Linked DNA regions of Zea mays: region 1 is linked to region 2. A link is a contact called in public Hi-C data. All regions are on one chromosome and are shown on one strand. Each heading gives the region's core, a stretch centred on a gene start, on an enhancer-like site or on the middle of the called end of the contact. The rest is flanking DNA. Distances are from core to core; before and after follow the strand shown.

The links. A called contact is a pair of places that touch in the nucleus more often than the background predicts.
Region 1: a contact with region 2 is called in a Hi-C map of leaf, with 5 times the contacts expected there. The contact joins the promoter of LOC103635944 here to the promoter of LOC103637299 in region 2. A contact is called at or near these places in 7 of 25 Hi-C or Micro-C datasets (bundle sheath, ear, endosperm and 1 more).

What each region holds. Positions count from the first base shown.
Region 1 is chr8:135,652,477-135,656,988 of Zm-B73-REFERENCE-NAM-5.0, forward strand. LOC103635944 (APETALA2-like protein 1) reads left to right here and starts at 1,289. Exons shown (of 8, transcript XM_008658315.4): 1 at 1,289-2,657; 2 at 2,766-2,791; 3 at 2,919-2,949; 4 at 3,043-3,276; 5 at 3,719-3,810; 6 at 3,893-4,014; 7 at 4,172-4,294. The coding sequence starts at 2,146.
Region 2 is chr8:135,515,725-135,519,869 of Zm-B73-REFERENCE-NAM-5.0, forward strand. LOC103637299 reads left to right here and starts at 1,766. Exons shown (of 3, transcript XM_020543123.3): 1 at 1,766-2,061; 2 at 2,216-3,761; 3 at 3,873-4,145. The coding sequence starts at 2,230. The coding sequence ends at 3,876. TRNAN-GUU (transfer RNA asparagine (anticodon GUU)) reads right to left here and starts at 499; the gene lies at 426-499.

The DNA of each region.
Region 1 (4,512 bases), core at 39-2,538, 140 kb after region 2:
GGACATGGAGGAAGACGAAGATGTTAGCTTCGTCATAACAACACAAGGAAACGAAGGCAGAAGTGGAACAAGGCCGGGATATGGTGTTTTCAAGACTCTGTATCCAAAGCAAAAAAGACAGAAAGACGATACTGCCCTTACATAATTTGTAAACTATGTGAACAAGTTTTATGGACATGTTTGTAACTTTACACGAAATTGTACCACCACACTATAAATAGATAAATAGTGCCCTGCATGAGGCGCCTCTTGGGAACAATGAGGAACAACTCTGTATAATCCTTTTTCTTCTAAGTACCTTCGGGTTTTCTCCTCATCAAAAAGCCGAAGGTACTATTGTAAATTCGTTTCATATAAAGAAAGAAATCCCAAGTTGTTTGAGATAAGTAATCTTATCTAGCTTTGTTATAGCCATGTGTGTAATCTTTATCTTTATCCTCTGACAATCCTATATATTATATATAATAACCTTCGTACTTTACTTGGATGTCCCGAAGGACAAACTCTTTAAGTACGAAGGATAACATCTTTTTTAATAATGTGTTGCCTTGTTTTTTATTGTGTACAACAATTAAAAACGAGTGACCAACATTTTCATGTCAGGGTATGGGGACCCATTGGAGACTCGATATCCAAATGAGGATGAGTATATGATGAATCCTATACCTATGATGAGTATAAGTATGAGAATCAGGATGAGTATAACTTCATCAGAATAGGTGCGGGGGCGTCCTTGTGGGCGTGCCTACCGTGCGATCGCACAAGGCCTCCAAAACCATAGGGCCCCAAAATTTATAACAATCTTTATATACAATATAAATAAAAAATATTATTTTATATAAAATATTTACCAACATATAGCATAGAATCGTAAAAGCGTTGAAATCGATCTGTTCTTATTGTTATTCAAACTATTTACCTCCAGCACATTGTAGTCATTAGATAAAAAAGATTGAGATCTTATTGTCACTATCTTAAGAAGACACAGTTAAAAGAGGTAGACAATATGTCAATATGCTTTGATGCAAGTGACCAATTCGTGACGTTGAGTTTCCTCTAAGATTTTGTTTAAAAAATTGCTATGTTGACATTCTAAATTTTATAAAGCAGAGGAGCAAAACTGAGTAAAATCGCATTTAATGATAAAAATGTGGAAAGTGACAAAACTAAGAATACAATTTTAAATAGTCCAATATTTTTTTACTATCTTTTGCACAGGGCCTCTCAACTTGGGAGGACGCTTCTGGGTGTGGGTTTACAAATTCGATGAAAAATTCCCCATTGACAAACGATAGGAGGATATTTTTCTCCCAGCACAAAATAGCATAGCCATAAGGCAACAAGGCATGGCAAAGGATCGTATCATCGTCATCCGAGACCCATTGCTTTCTCTCTCTCTCCTCGTGCTTTCATTACTGGGGTGGGGGTGGAGTGGACCAGTGGAGTGGAGAAATGACAAATCCAGGCCCGCAGGCAGCCCCACCCACCAAATCGGCCGAGCAGGGTGCCCAAATCAGGAAGGATTTTAAGGTTAACCGGCTGCCACCGCCCACCGCCGGTGACCCCAGTCTCTCTTCTATCTATATATTACCCGCCTCCTTTTCTCCTCTCTCTCCGCCCCACCCTCCTTCCTCAGCTCCGTTGCGCACCGCCACCGCCGGCCGGCCAGCCGCCGGAGCACCGAAAGACCCCCGTTCTTTCCTGTAAAAAAAAACCCGCCGCCTTTAGCTAGCTAACCGGTCGTCCTCTTCACCCCCTAGCTTTGCTAGCTCTAGCTAGGAACGAAAGAAATTAAAGGATAACTGAGATTGCTGATTGGTGGTCCGGGTACGGTGTTCTTGAGTCGTGAAGCGACAGTACAGTGGCTAGGGTCGTGCCGCCCCTGCAGTCTCCGGGGTTGCGTGCAGGATGGTCGTCAGGGATCGGGAGTGAGGAGGCATCAGCTCTCGCGGTCGTGGAGCCTAAATGTACCGCAACAACGACTCGGCACTCTCCTGCTTCTACCTCTTCCTCCTCTGGTTCTTCTTCTTGAAGTAGACACCACCAGTTCGCCAGGTAGTTAGCAGCCCAGTTGCGACTGGGGATCGGTGGCGGGCTGCCGCTTGCGAGTTGTAAGCTTGGAGGGGAGGGGAGCAGGAGCAGGAGATGCAGTTGGATCTGAACGTGGCCGAGGCGCCGCCGCCGGTGGAGATGGAGGCGAGCGACTCGGGGTCGTCGGTGCTGAACGCGTCGGAAGCGGCGTCGGCGGGCGGCGCGCCCGCGCCGGCGGAGGAGGGATCTAGCTCAACGCCGGCCGTGCTGGAGTTCAGCATCCTCATCCGGAGCGATAGCGACGCGGCCGGCGCGGACGAGGACGAGGACGCCACGCCATCGCCTCCTCCTCGCCACCGCCACCAGCACCAGCAGCAGCTCGTGACCCGCGAGCTGTTCCCGGCCGGCGCCGGTCCGCCGGCCCCGACGCCGCGGCATTGGGCCGAGCTCGGCTTCTTCCGCGCCGACCTGCAGCAGCAACAGGCGCCGGGCCCCAGGATCGTGCCGCACCCACACGCCGCGCCGCCGCCGGCCAAGAAGAGCCGCCGCGGCCCGCGCTCCCGCAGCTCGCAGTACCGCGGCGTCACCTTCTACCGCCGCACAGGCCGCTGGGAGTCCCACATCTGGTCAGTACTACCACTGTCTACAACTAGCCACACCACACCGATTGCTTCCGACTCTCATTAATTTCTGACACAAACTCTCCGTCTTCCTCCTCTTCTCCCGCGACGCAGGGATTGCGGCAAGCAGGTGTACCTAGGTGAGCAAGAGCAGATCTCTTTTGCGTTCCCAAAGATTTTTCCCCTTTTAGTTCCTTATCCCATCCCATCTCGAATGGCCTAGCTAACCGATTCAGTGGTGGTCCGGCTGCTGGCCGATATACGCAGGTGGATTCGACACCGCTCACGCCGCTGCAAGGCACGCACTGGACTGGACGCCCAGAATTCTTCGTCATGTGAGTCTCTGACCGAATTGATTGATTAACGAGTCTCTGGCTCCTGGAACTCGCAGGGCGTACGACCGGGCGGCGATCAAGTTCCGCGGCGTCGACGCCGACATCAACTTCAACCTCAGCGACTACGAGGACGACATGAAGCAGATGGGGAGCCTGTCCAAGGAGGAGTTCGTGCACGTCCTGCGCCGTCAGAGCACCGGCTTCTCGAGAGGCAGCTCCAGGTACAGAGGCGTCACCCTGCACAAGTGCGGCCGCTGGGAGGCGCGCATGGGGCAGTTCCTCGGCAAGAAGTAAGAACCAACCAACGCTTCTTTTCTTTTTCTTTTTTTTATAGCATGCAGTGATGATTCAACCTTAGTTGTGCCTTTCCTCCTAATCCTATATATGTAGGATTTAGTACTGGTTGACTATATAAGTATATATGTATTGTTCAGTAAAAGTATACATAGGTTAGCTGCATGTTTATGTATGTAGCTGGTTGTTTCAATCAGAAGATAAAAAAAAAGGGAAGTAGTGGCTAGGGAATTCCTCCAATCCTCACCGGTGGGAACGCCGTGCTTGGGTGCAGGTACATATACCTTGGGCTATTCGACAGCGAAGTAGAGGCTGCAAGGTTCTTCATCTTGGATTCTGCCGTTCATATATGCATAATCATGTCTTTTAATTTCCAAAGGGTTGAGTACCGACTCGATTCCTCTTCGTGTCTTTTTTCTTTCTTTCTTCGAAATCCAGAGCCTACGACAAGGCCGCCATCAAATGCAATGGCAGAGAGGCCGTGACGAACTTCGAGCCGAGCACGTATCACGGGGAGCTGCCGACTGAAGGTACGTATTTTCTTTCTGCATATATATATCTTCAGGTATTATTGGCTATTAAACTGCTTGGATCTTACTGCTTCTTCTGCAGTTGCTGATGTCGATCTGAACCTGAGCATATCTCAGCCGAGCCCCCAAAGAGACAAGAACAGCTGCCTAGGTCTGCAGCTCCACCACGGACCATTCGAGGGCTCCGAACTGAAGAAAACCAAGGCAAGCGCTAACGATAGATATACCTTGACAAGCTAGTATCAAACAAAACCAGTAAAAAAAGTTTACTTTCTTGTCGAATTTCATTGCCTACCTGATGTACGTACTTGTGCTTCTGCACAAAATAACGAAATCCTTTTGCCCTCTGATGATGATGCAGATCGACGATGCTCCCTCTGAGCTACCGGGCCGCCCTCGTCAGCTGTCTCCTCTCGTGGCTGAGCATCCGCCGGCCTGGCCTGCGCAGCCGCCTCACCCCTTCTTCGTCTTCACAAACCATGAGGTTAGGTGACAGCTACTGATCGAGATGCAGCAGCAGTTCAAACCTGTCTGTTCCAAGGACCTTTAGGCCGGATTACCAAATCATCGGTCAACTGTCCTGTCTGTTATATATTTATGTGTTAATTTATAATACAAGTGTGACTATTTTTCAAACCTTCCTTCAAAATGCATGAAAAGAGTTTTTTTTAACGAAAGGCGAAAAGAAAATATGATACTTGG
Region 2 (4,145 bases), core at 516-3,015:
TAAAATATTTTATTTTTATAAATTATAATTGCAGCAGTCGGAACACCGATTTTAATCTGAAGCCAACAACGAGTGACGATAGGCATCGTATTATAAAGATATTGACCCATGGCTGAAAAGTTGAGCAAGCAGACAGTGCACCTGTCATATGATGATGTTTATATTCAAAGCCAGTTCAAGGGGCGTTTGCTCTGTCAGTGATCGGTCCATGCATGTGTCTGCTGATTTCTTGGGCTTCAGTTGTTTCATTTTCACATAATATCTTAACGTGTCATCTCTAAACATCTTTTCCTCTAAGTCAGTCTAAGTGCACATGTGAAATTATGATTACCTTTTTAATAATCTGTTTTTTTAAAAAAAAATCATATACAACATCTTGTTTACCACCGGTGGTGGATGATTTGAAAAATAATAGAAAAAAATAACGCTAGAAGGAGGGCTTGAACCTCCGACCTTGTGGTTAACAGCCACACGCTCTAACCAACTGAGCTATTCCAGCTAATATGATTCATTTCTTCTCTTGATTTTTGTAACCTTTTTTGGACAAAGGCGAGTAGTAAAAACATCAAGACTAGAAACATGGAAGGAACAGCATATATATATATATACACACGGGATTCCAGTTGAATGGATCATAGATTCTTCGTAGTGTAAGGTACAGAATAGGCAGCTGCTCCTCAACACAAGGTCCATTGAAGTATATACCAGCCAAAGACGATCATGCTTCCAGCTAGTTTTGTCTACCTGTTCCTCCACAGCGGGCTAGTTCCTGGAGCTGGAGCTTGGCCTTCTTCAGCTCATCTTGCACCTGGCTGACCTCGGACTCCAGTTCAGAGAGGCCTAGCTAGCTACTTACTTCGGGGGGGGGGGGGGGAACAGACCGTAAATTAATTATGTTTAACTCTTAAAAAGACTTCTGCTTTTTTATGAGGTGGAAATACAGGAACCCCAAATGTTTATAACTCCTAAAAAAGACGGCCAATCTGGCGACTCTTCTTTGAAGAGGTTCAAGTCGGAATGAATTCCATTGTCCAATCCAATGCCGACAAACATTCAGTTACTGTACAAGACATTTAGAATGTTTGTCGGCAGTGGCTAGAACTAGAAGCATGCAGTTTTGTGTGAAAAAACAGGACTCGGTTCGTTTATTAATGAAATGAGATGTCTAAAGAACTAATAAAACAGGTTGGATTGGATGAAGACACAAAGATCGACAAGCAAAACGATTCAAGTCCATGCGTGTTTACATCTCAATATAGTACTTGCATAAATCACGGCTCGAGAGAAGATGATAATGTTGGAGAAGAATGTGACAAGAACCGATCGAGGTGCACCAGTCAACAATGCTTGCTGAAACATGAAGCCATCGAGCTAAGACAAAGATGCTGCTGCTGCTGCTCTCTCTCTCTCTCTCTCAAGTCTGAACGAAACAGCTAGCCAGTCACCTGAACCGTGATGGTGAAAATTACACGAAATTACGATCGACAGAGCAGACAGGGGAAAAAACAGTGCTGCTCCATCGTTTTGCATTTGCTTCTCTTTCCATGACTACCTGCAGGCTGCAGTCCCGGCCGGCCCTGGCCCTGGCCCTCTACTACTCGCAGCTCCATGCATCGCACGCATGACGACAAATGGTTTCGCTCCCGCCGCCGTACGTACTGTACAGTGTACACCAACATGGTAATGAGAGGAGGCAGACAGATGCTCCTGCAACCTGCACAAGGATCAGTAACTGCCTCTCTGGAACGGAAGAGCAGAACAAGGAGACAGAAAAAGAAGATGAAAGCACTCTCTGGACACCATCACGGCAGACGTGAGAGACAGAGCTCATGTAGTTCATGCAAGAACCCCCCTTGCCTGCCTACCCACGATCACCCACATTCCGCTCCACGCCTCCACCCACCTTCTCCTGATCTCCTCCTGTCTTCTTCTTGCTGCCTGCCGCGCCTCCCTCCCAAAAACCCTCAACCAAAACCCCACCGCTGGCTTCCACCGCCACCCGTCGCGACGTTGCCTCACCCTGGACGCCCGCCCGCACCGCGCCAGCCCCGCCGCTCCTCGGTAAGCGCCTCGATCGCCGCCGCCCTCCACCGTCCGTACGTTAGTTTCCTACTTCTCTCCATGCGTCGTGTACGTCCCAACTCCCAAGGACACTCCACTACTCCCTCGCACTGATCGGCTCCTTCCGTTTCGCTCTCCCTTCCTTTCTTTCCAGGCGTGTCCCGCTACATGGCGTCGCCGCCGCTTCCCGGAAAGGACGCTGCTTTCGGGTCCGGGACCACGGTGCGGCGCCCGGGGAGGCTGCGCGTCATGCACCCGCACGTGGCGGAGCTTCTCCGAAGCCCGCGCCGGCACGCGCGTCCGGCAGCGGCGCCGCAGGCGAAGGCGCAGGCGCCGGTCCCCGAGCGCGCGAGGTACGCGTGCGCGTTCGAGGACGGCGGCGGCGTCGCGGCCCCCGGCCGCCTCGTGTGGGCCAAGGTCAGGAACCACCCGTGGTGGCCAGGGCAGGTGTTCGACGCGGCGGATGCGTCGGCGGTTGCGCGGGCGCGGCGCAGGCTGCGCCGCGCCGTCCTCGTCGCGTACTTCTGGGACAGGACCTTCGCGTGGACCGACGCCGCGGCGCTGCTCCCGCTCCGCGCCGGCTTCCCGCGCCTCGCCGCCGTGGCCCCCGTCGCCGCCGCCGTCGACGCCGCGCTGGCCGAGGTCGCGCGCCGCGTGCTCGCCGGCCTCTCGTGCTGCTGCGGAGGCGGCGGGGACAACGAGGCCACCGCCAGCACGCAGGCGATCGACAACGCCGGCGTCCGTGCCGGCGCGCCCGGGGCGGCGGTGGACGCGGCCTTCGCCAGGCGCGCGCTCCAGGCCGAGGCCCTCCTCGGGTACCTCTCCGCGCTGGCCACCAGCCCGCGGGCCGGGGGCGACAGAGTGGACCTCGCCGTCGCCGCGGCGCAGCTCGGGGCGCTCGGCCGGTGGAAGGGCTCGGCGAGGGGCCTTCCCGAGTACACGGTCGTCCACGGCATCGATGATGCCGTCGTCGCCGCCCCTGGGAGAGCCAAAGCCAAGCGGAGGAGGCCGCCGTCGACCGGAGTTGATGGTCCTGCTCCTGCCAAAAGGAGGGTGAGCAGGAACACTCACATCGCTGCGACAAAAGGGAATGCAGCCTGTGACACCGGCGACTACGAAGCGCTGGAGCTGGAGGATCTCCCGCTGGGCACACCGGCCCAGCAGACGCCCACGCCCACGAGGATCGGGAAGCTCATGAGCCGTGCCGCGCAGAACATGTCGCTCTCGCCGGTGGTCCTCAGGGTCAGGGCCACGGCGGCCAACGGCAGCAACTGCGCTCCTCCACCTCCGACGGCTGTACTGCCAGCGCCACACATGGTAAGGTGCGCGGTAGTGGCAGCACACGAGCAGCTTCCTCCGACGCGCAAGGACGACAGTGGTGACCACGAAGCCTGGGCTGGGGCCGGGCTCGTGCTCAACTTCAGCAGCGCACACGCCGTGCCTTCCGCACGTCACCTGGCCACGGCCTTTAGCCGGTTCGGGCCTGTCAAGGAGGTCCGGGTAGACAACACTACAGTGGTCTTCGACAGTGATGCGCATGCTGATGAGGCGTTCTCGGGCGCCGCCGAGATCGGCTCCATCAGCGCGTCCCTCGTCAGCTTCCGTGTCACTTCTTCGCTTCCTGCCGCACCAGATGATCCTGCTGCACAACCTCAGACTCAGAGCATGCCGTCGGACACCTCGCCTGTTGAAGCGCTTAGGTAGCTCATTCGGCCGTTTATATATGAGAATGCAGCTTCTCATCATCTGTTCATGTACTCTTGTGTTTACTTTGGCTAGTAATAACAAATTAGATCATGTTTTTTCTTCAGATGATGGTGACCAGGAGGCAGGGAAGAGGTCGCTCGTTCGTTCATCCTATTCGTCCATGCATCTCGAACTTTTGGGTTGGGTTGCCACTTGCCAGGGAGATGGTAGTTCGTGAGAGGAGTTTTTTTTTTATCAAAGCTGAACTTGGGTTGGCTTTATAATATGCACTAGCAGTATATCCTTTTTGGCTGTCGTCTACACGGTGACATTTGAATTTATATATGCAGCAGACGGTGCAAAAACATCCCAAGTGGTGATGTTTTATGCTTTTTTAC